2 separate regions of the Mus musculus genome follow, and region 1 is linked to region 2. Evidence: chromatin contacts called from public HiChIP or PLAC-seq data. All regions are on one chromosome and are shown on one strand. Each heading gives the region's core, a stretch centred on a gene start, on an enhancer-like site or on the middle of the called end of the contact. The rest is flanking DNA. Distances are from core to core; before and after follow the strand shown. Region 1 has its middle 14 kb from the start of Gm24259. Region 2 holds the start of Slc25a20 (solute carrier family 25 (mitochondrial carnitine/acylcarnitine translocase), member 20).

Region 1 (3,720 bases), core at 43-2,542, 91 kb before region 2:
TTCGTGTCTCCTCTGAGCCCATCCCTCTCCACAGCTACAGATCATGGGTCATTCAGGAAGGGAGCTGGCTGCTGTAAATCATCGCTAGGATATTCTCCCAGAACAAAACAGGAAAATTACCAAGAAAAGTGTTCCACAGGGCCAGGGTGGAGGCGGTTCCCAGCACATCTTAGACATGCACACTGTGTCCCCAATGTCCCCAATGTCCCCAGTGCTTCCAGGCAGCACACAGCCCTGAGGGGCCAGCTGAAAGATTCCCATTGTGCTGGATGGATGCCCAGTCTGTGAGCCCCAATTCCACCCACACTCTCAATGCGCCCCTGCCTTCACACTGTGTGCCAGGCCTTTGCGTTGTTGTTTTTTTAAATACATTTTTAAGGTTTTAAATTTTGTATAGGAATGGATGGGAGAGATATATGAGTTAATGACACACACACACACACACACACACACACACACAGAGGGATGGGGAGTGAAGGTCGGAGGACAATTTGCAGGAATAAATTCTTGCAGAGAACTAAATTCAGCTTGTTAGGTTTGACAACCTTTACCCATTGAGTTCTCTTGCTGACCCTGAGCCTGGCCTTCTATTTAGTAAAACTAGCTTGTTTGGTTAACTATTAGAAGGTCCACTCTGTATCAGGCAGTGGGGGCTGGTTTTGCTATGATCCAGAACATTCCAGTCTTGAGCAGAGCACAAGGAGCAAACAAACCAGCCCCTGGACCCTAACTAACCTTTACTAAAGTCACCAGCTGATAGGGCAAGGGTCTAGGCAAAGCTAGGGCAGGCCGGGTGTGGTGGCACACGCCTTTAATCCCAGCACTTGGGAGGCAGAGGCAGGCGGATTTCTGAGTTCGAGGCCAGCCTGGTCTACAAAGTGAGTTCCAGGACAGCCAGGGCTACAGAGAAACCCTGTCTCGAAAACCAAAACCAAAACCAAACCAAAACAAAACAAAACAAGCTAGGGCAGAACGGATAGCTACCCTCTGGTAAGTATGTGGTTTCCCAGAGGGGCAATCTGAGGCCCAGATCAGAATTCCCTTTTGTCCTTTGGGCAGCGTCCGCCAGGAGCTTGGGATGGTGACCTAAACGCCAAGGTCTGAGGGACACGTTTTCCCACTGTGCTCTGCTCGAGGCTGTGGTTGCCTGGGGAACTGTCTCTCATTTGGGATCTGAGCTGAGATTTGGAGGCTGATGGAGACTTGAGACTTGGATGAGATTGAGTTTCTCACTTGGGATTGGCTGCAGTTCTAGGATAGAAGGCCAAGAGCCCAAAGGGAGTCAGGGATAGCCTGCCCCCTGCTGACCGAAGTGGAAAACTGCAGAGCTGCAGCTCAAGGTCACACAAAATGGACACCCACAAGAAAACTTGATTCTTGGCCACCTGTCTGAACAGAAAGCAACTTCGGCCAAAAGCGCATCTCTGGCCAACCGTTGTCAAGTTTTGAAAGTACAACAACGTAAAAACAGAATTCTAGGCCTTTAGGCCCAGGCTTGGGAATGTGGCCTTTGTAAAGGTATGCTAATCATAAAAGAGATAGCGACCCACCCGCTTCCTGGGTTCAAAGAGTGCTCATTCAAAGAAAGTCACCCAGAACCTGCAATGCAAATGTGCTATTGTTAGGGGCTCTTAGAAGCTGTCTTGAGAGTTAACAATTACCAGGTATTCCTTGTGACTCTTGTAACTTTACACTTCCTTGTGACTCTTAACTGGTATCTTTGGTATCTTCCAACAACGCCCTCCCCACTTCCTTGAGTTTCGGTTTCTTCCTTTAAATACCCCCTTACCCAGCTACTCGGGGCGCCACGGTCCTCTACCCCTGCGTGGTGTATGACCATGGGCCCGAGAGCGCTCTTGAATAAAAATCCTCTTGCAATTTGCAGCAAGACCCGTTTCTTGTGGGTGATTTTGGGGTGTCGCCTCTCCTGAGTCAGAACGTGGGGGAGTCCTCACGTTGTGGGTCTTTCAGTTTCAAGTGATGTGAAACGAGGACGAGAATTCCTGAGGAGTCTGTGTCTCTTACCAATCCAGTCTTCTCTTTTGCTTCTTCTGAGAGGCATCACATGAAAGGAGGGAGAAGGAGGAGGCGCTGTGTGCCTAAGTGTTTAAACCACTTAAGAGGCAAAAGGCCTGCGATAGTGCCATGGCTTTAATCCCAGCACAGAGGCAGGCAGATCTTTGAGTTCAGGGCCAGCCTGCTCTACAGAGTAAGTTTTAGGACAACTAGGGCTACACACACACACACACACACACACACACACACACACACACACACACACAAGACCTTCTCAAAAAAACTCAAAACCTTAAAAAGGGTGGGGGGGGGGAGCTAGCTAGCTTCATAGCCTAAGACAGTAGACACCTTAAAGTGGAAGCCATGGCTGCCGTCCACAGGAGTCCAAAAATACAAGCAATGAACTCCATCAGCAATGGTAAAAGGCTCTAGGACCCCCTGGTGGACCACAGTACTATTACTGTTGAAACCCTTGGCTTAAAGTGTCAAGGACACTCACAATTGGCCATCAGGATCTGTCCAATAAAGCCACGAACAACATCACATCTAACATATGACATTTCAATTCAGAACTTGGCAATTGTCATCCAAATTCAGGATTAGATATCCTTTATGTTCCTAACACTCGGATCCACACTTTCAAAACCAGTAAGGAAGCTGTGTGCCATCTGCCATAATCTGTAACGAGGCAAACCTGTCTTTACAGATAACAGATACAGCAAAACTTTCCATTTACCTCTGGACGCAGGGAGCGAGCAGCTCATGCCTAGATCCCAGGAGGCTGAGGCAGGACTGTTACAAGTTTAGGCCCAGCAGGGGCTACAGCCTAAGGCCCCTTCTCGAAAATCAAGGGAACAAACAACAAAAACCCCACCAACTCCAAAGGACCAAAATTACACTTGTCATGATGCCTTGCGAAATAGCCCCTATTTCCTTCTGTGTTATAACAAGCATCTATCTATCATCTATCTATCTATCTATCTATCTATCTATCTATCTATCTATCTATCTATCTATTTATTTGAGTTTTTCAAGACAGGGTTTCTCTGTGTAGCCCTGGCTGTCCTGGAACAAGTGCTGAGATTAAAGGCACTAATTTTATTGTTATAAGATTTTATTGTCATTAAGATTCCTGAGTAAGTCAAATTTGACAGAATAAATGTTTAGCCTCTTGGTTCATTATACACAAAAAGCAATCTTCATGTAACATGCCCTCTTCAGGACTAAGACCTTGGACATGATACTGAGACACAGACACCACCCCACCCCCAACCACAGAAAAGAAAACATTCAGTTTTTAAAGACTTGAGGCATGGCCAATTTGGCTTTTAGAGGACCAGCTATCAGATTCTTGGGACCTAGGTAGGTAATTCATGTCCCTATCACTTGGCACATTTCTATAGTCAGGCATCTCTATCTAGTGAGGGTACCATCCAGTGAGCTTCCTTTGCTCTCTAGGAAAGACAAAGGACAGTGGGCTACCATGCTTACGTGTTCAGCTATAGTAACACAAAGGAGTGACATCCCGGCAGACAGGAGATGGTTTCTATCACTGGTATCTTTTGGGAAGGGGTACGCTAGGTCCCCTTGATCTTACCTACAGCAATATGCCATGCTGTTACAGTTCACTTTGTGTGTCCACTTGATTGGGTTATAGAATATTGGTCAACCATTATTATGGGTGTTCTCCTGAGTATATGACTT
Region 2 (3,788 bases), core at 35-2,534:
CCGTGAGATAGCCTGCTGTCAAGCCTGCCAAGGAAGAGCCCTTGGATACTGTTCTCTTTCAGAGGAAACTGGATCTGACATCCTATCAAGCCCCCAACCGAGGTTACCACCTTTATGAGATTCACATCTTCTCTGGCTTCCAGCCCCCAGCAACACGCCATCCACACACACAAAAGACTCATGTCTTCTTCTCACAGGCTCATCCTGGCTATGACCTGTCATTTCCTTTCAGGTCTATGTCCATAAAAAAAGAAGAAGAAGAAGAAGAAGAAAAAAGAAACCTATAAGCTACGAGCTTATATGAGCTCATCTATGAGCTAAGTCATCGAATATAGATTTTAGTCTCCACAAGACCTGGCTGAGAGTACAGCAAGAGGAAGAATAAAAGGCTGAGGAGAGAAAGGTCCCCTCGATTTCCACACCTGAGCCTGGCTGGTCATTGCTTGCTATGGGGGTGACTATGCAGCTTACCCTGCAGTGAATGACTGGCTGTAAATGGCCAGGTGCCTCTTCAGGCAAAGAAAAGTGCACAAGAGATAGGCTATGGGACACACCGGCTTTACGAGACTGTGTCAAAGGACATCTCTGCCACCTTTGTCCTTAATTTGTGGGGGAGGTCAAGTCTACAGATAACCTGTTCCAATCTTTATAACAATATCAGGGTTAACCGGGCACAGACAGCAGCTTTTTCTTTCTCATCTCCAAAGAAGTGCGCAGGGCTCAAAAAAAGACTGCCATCCGAAGACCTTGAAATAGGAGCTGTAGGGCTCTTAGGGCGCGAGGTACAGCCTCTGTCTATTTCGTATTGATTCTCGAGAGGAAAAAAAAATTGTTTTGAGGTGCCAGGGAGTTGAATGCAGAGCCTCTGGCCGGGTTAGGTAAAGCAGCGCTTCCTAGTAAACTACATACCAACCCTCTGTAAACTTCCCACGGAAGGAAGCATCCATCAGCCCGGCTCCACTTCTGTTCAGAAAGGCAGCACCTCGCGGCGGTCCCTACTTTCCACGTAACCCCCCCCCCCCCCCCCACACACACACACACCGCCCCGGGGCATTCCTCCACAAGCCCCCGTCCACACTCCGCGCACCTTGACCGTGTCCAGGGGGTGCCCCACAAACACCAGGCACATGCCGCCGAAGCCGCCAGCCAGGAGGTTCTTAAACGGACTGATGGGTTTCGGCTCGTCTGCCATGCTCAGTCTTCTGTCTGTCTGTCTGTCAGCTCCGGGCAGTCTTGGTCTTGCTCCGCTGCCCGAGCGGCTCCGCCGACCTTTCACCTACATTCAGGTGGGCGGGGCCGTGGGCAGGTCGGAAAGAGGGCCCAGTCGTACTAGCCTGGCTTCCGCCCTGAAGTCTACTTCCGGCTGCCCTCCTCCTTAGTGGGCGGGGCTCTTTCCCTAATGATGTATGGGAGGGGCTTGGGAATGATTGTCAGGGACTTACTCCTCCAGGAAGTCTTCTTGGACTTGAGTTTTTTTCTTTCTCTGGTCCTCTGTGGTCCTATGCATCTGTGCACTCCCCAGAGGTCGCATACACCCTTTTGCGTGACAGCCACTTTTTTTTTTTTAGGTGCTGAAGAGTGGAGGTACCCCATAGAGGTCCCTGTCTTTGATAAGCCTTGACTAAGTTAAAAATGGCATATGTCCTATGGTAAAAATGGCTCTATAGGAAAATAAATCCGGGAAGAAGTAAAGTGTGGGAGACAAATAATTTGTAACTAATTTGTTAAACAAGAGAAGCTCTCATTAGGAAGGCAAAGGATTAAGATCTAGGGCATGGAAATGAGTCCTGTCTAAAGATACCCGGTAAAGGATGAAGGACCTTTCTGGCAGAAGATAAAGAAAATTTGAAAACTCTGAGATGTCTGTGTTGTCAAATCTGAGAAACCACAGGCCACAGGGGTGGGAATGGGGTGCGGTGGGATGGTGGAGCAGCCAGTGAGGACAGGAGAAACGGAGACTACTCATCAGGAGGAACTGTGAGGACATCAGTCTCTTCTATGACAGGTTTTAGATGGAGACTAACAATCTCAGATCGGATTTTAAAACAAACAGACAAAAATCAGGATCGCTGTAACTGCTGGTGAAAACAGCCAGAGGAAATCCAGGGGGCTGGAGAAAGTTAAAGGTCATGAGTAGAAATGTTGGCTTGGACCAGCACATAGCAGAGTTGTTAACGAGGTGCGATCCAATGGTGAATATTTTCTAAAGGAAAACCCGAAGGACCTGTTAGTGAACGGAAATTCATTCTGCTCACTACTCATGCAGAAGCTGCAGAAGCTGGCTCAGCAGCTCAGAGAACTGGCTGCTCTTACAGAGTACCTGGGTTCTGTTCCCTGCACCCTCGTAGCAGCCCAGAACTGTCTGAAACTATACTTCCATGAGACCTAATGCCCTCTTTGGGCCTCTTTGGGCACCAAGCACACATACATTCATGGAGGCAAAGACTCAAGGACACAAAATAAAAATGAGTAAATATATATTTTTTTTTTAGAAAAAGTTTTGTGAGAGAGGCTTACGGGACAATGCTAATGTTTTTGGCCTTAGCAACTAGAGAGAAGACATCATCTTTAACTGAGATTGGGGAAGAGATGGGGTCAAGCAGATTAGAGGATGGTAAAGGACATTTTAGACATAATTAGTTTGAGATTTCTATTAATAGATCTATCTCCTGATCCAGGATTCTGTAAAGAGGCTCGGGCTAGTGGTTAAATTCAGTATTAACGAGTGAAATTAGATCACCAAGAGAGTGGGAACCCTCACAACCCCTGAAACCCTTCCCCTTCTAGTGTTTAGAGATCAAATAGATGAGGAAGGGCCTACAAAATAAGCAAAGAAGTAGGAGACCAAAGAATCTGCAATCACTATGAGCAAGGGCTTCAAAGGGGATGGGAGAGTCAGGAACACTAGAATCAGGAAGTGATGGCGGTTGATTGGTCCCAAAGACCTATGGGAAAATGGAGGACAAGGAAGTTGAAACAATACACAAAAAAACTGTCATATAGCCGGGCGTGGTGGTGCACGCCTTTAATCCCAGCACTCGGGAGGCAAAGGCAGGCGGATTTCTGAGTTCGAGGCCAGCCTGGTCTACAGAGTGAGTTTCAGGACAGCCAGGGCTATACAGAGAAACCCTGTCTTGAAAAACCAAAAAAAAAAGAAAAAGAAAAACCATGTCATATATATGTATATATATATATATATATATATATATATAAAATTTAATTTTATGTTTTATGTGCATTGCTGAGAGGGTTTCAGATGGCCTGGAACTGGAGTTACAGACAGTTGAAGTGTCCTTAACCACTGAGCCATCTCTCCAGCCCACCTGTCTCTTTTCTTTTTTTTTTTTTTTTTTTTTAAAGATTTATTTATTTATTATATGTAAGTACACTGTAGCTGTCTTCAGACACTCCAAAAGAGGGCATCAGATTTCGTTATGGATGGTTGTGAGCCACCATGTGGTTGCTGGGATTTGAACTCGGGACCTTCAGAAGAGCAGTCGGCGCTCTTAACCACTGAGCCATCTCGCCAGCCCCTGTCTCTTTTCTTAGGAGGTAATGAGGCATGGTGGAAGAATTTCAGACCCAACAGGGACACAATCGAAAGTCTGTCTTCACTGAATCAGTTTATGTCGGGGAGAGACTAGGGCAGCAAAGCCAGCTGAGATAATGATAGCAGCCCAGGTTAGAGAGTGTGAACTTGGCAGAAGAAGAAATAGGAAGCAGAGGCACCAGGGAAAAACGGGCAGCAGCTATTGGTCTCCTTGCACCTTGGTGCTCGGAGAATGTCT

The links. HiChIP or PLAC-seq counts read pairs in DNA pulled down with a chosen protein or histone mark.
Region 1: a contact with region 2 is called in an H3K27ac HiChIP or PLAC-seq map of embryonic stem cells, with 7 read pairs. The contact joins the enhancer-like site here to the promoter of Slc25a20 in region 2. A contact is called at or near these places in 2 of 39 promoter capture datasets (liver and macrophages), 8 of 484 Hi-C or Micro-C datasets (the G1E-ER4 cell line, bone marrow-derived macrophages, embryonic fibroblasts and 3 more), 3 of 115 datasets of contacts at active chromatin or transcription factors (all in embryonic stem cells) and 3 of 9 other capture datasets (adipose tissue, liver and pancreatic islet).

What each region holds. Positions count from the first base shown.
Region 1 is chr9:108,751,068-108,754,787 of GRCm38.p6, reverse strand. No RefSeq gene overlaps it. Among named protein-coding and RNA genes, the nearest start is that of Gm24259, 14 kb to the right of the region's middle. Within about 2 kb of position 1,292, at least 40 of the 459 cell types and tissues checked have an H3K27ac peak or open chromatin away from gene starts, as enhancers often do. A contact at or near this core is called in adipose tissue and embryonic stem cells, where this site is marked.
Region 2 is chr9:108,659,632-108,663,419 of GRCm38.p6, reverse strand. Slc25a20 (solute carrier family 25 (mitochondrial carnitine/acylcarnitine translocase), member 20) reads right to left here and starts at 1,284. Exons shown (of 9, transcript NM_020520.5): 1 at 1,088-1,284. The coding sequence starts at 1,192.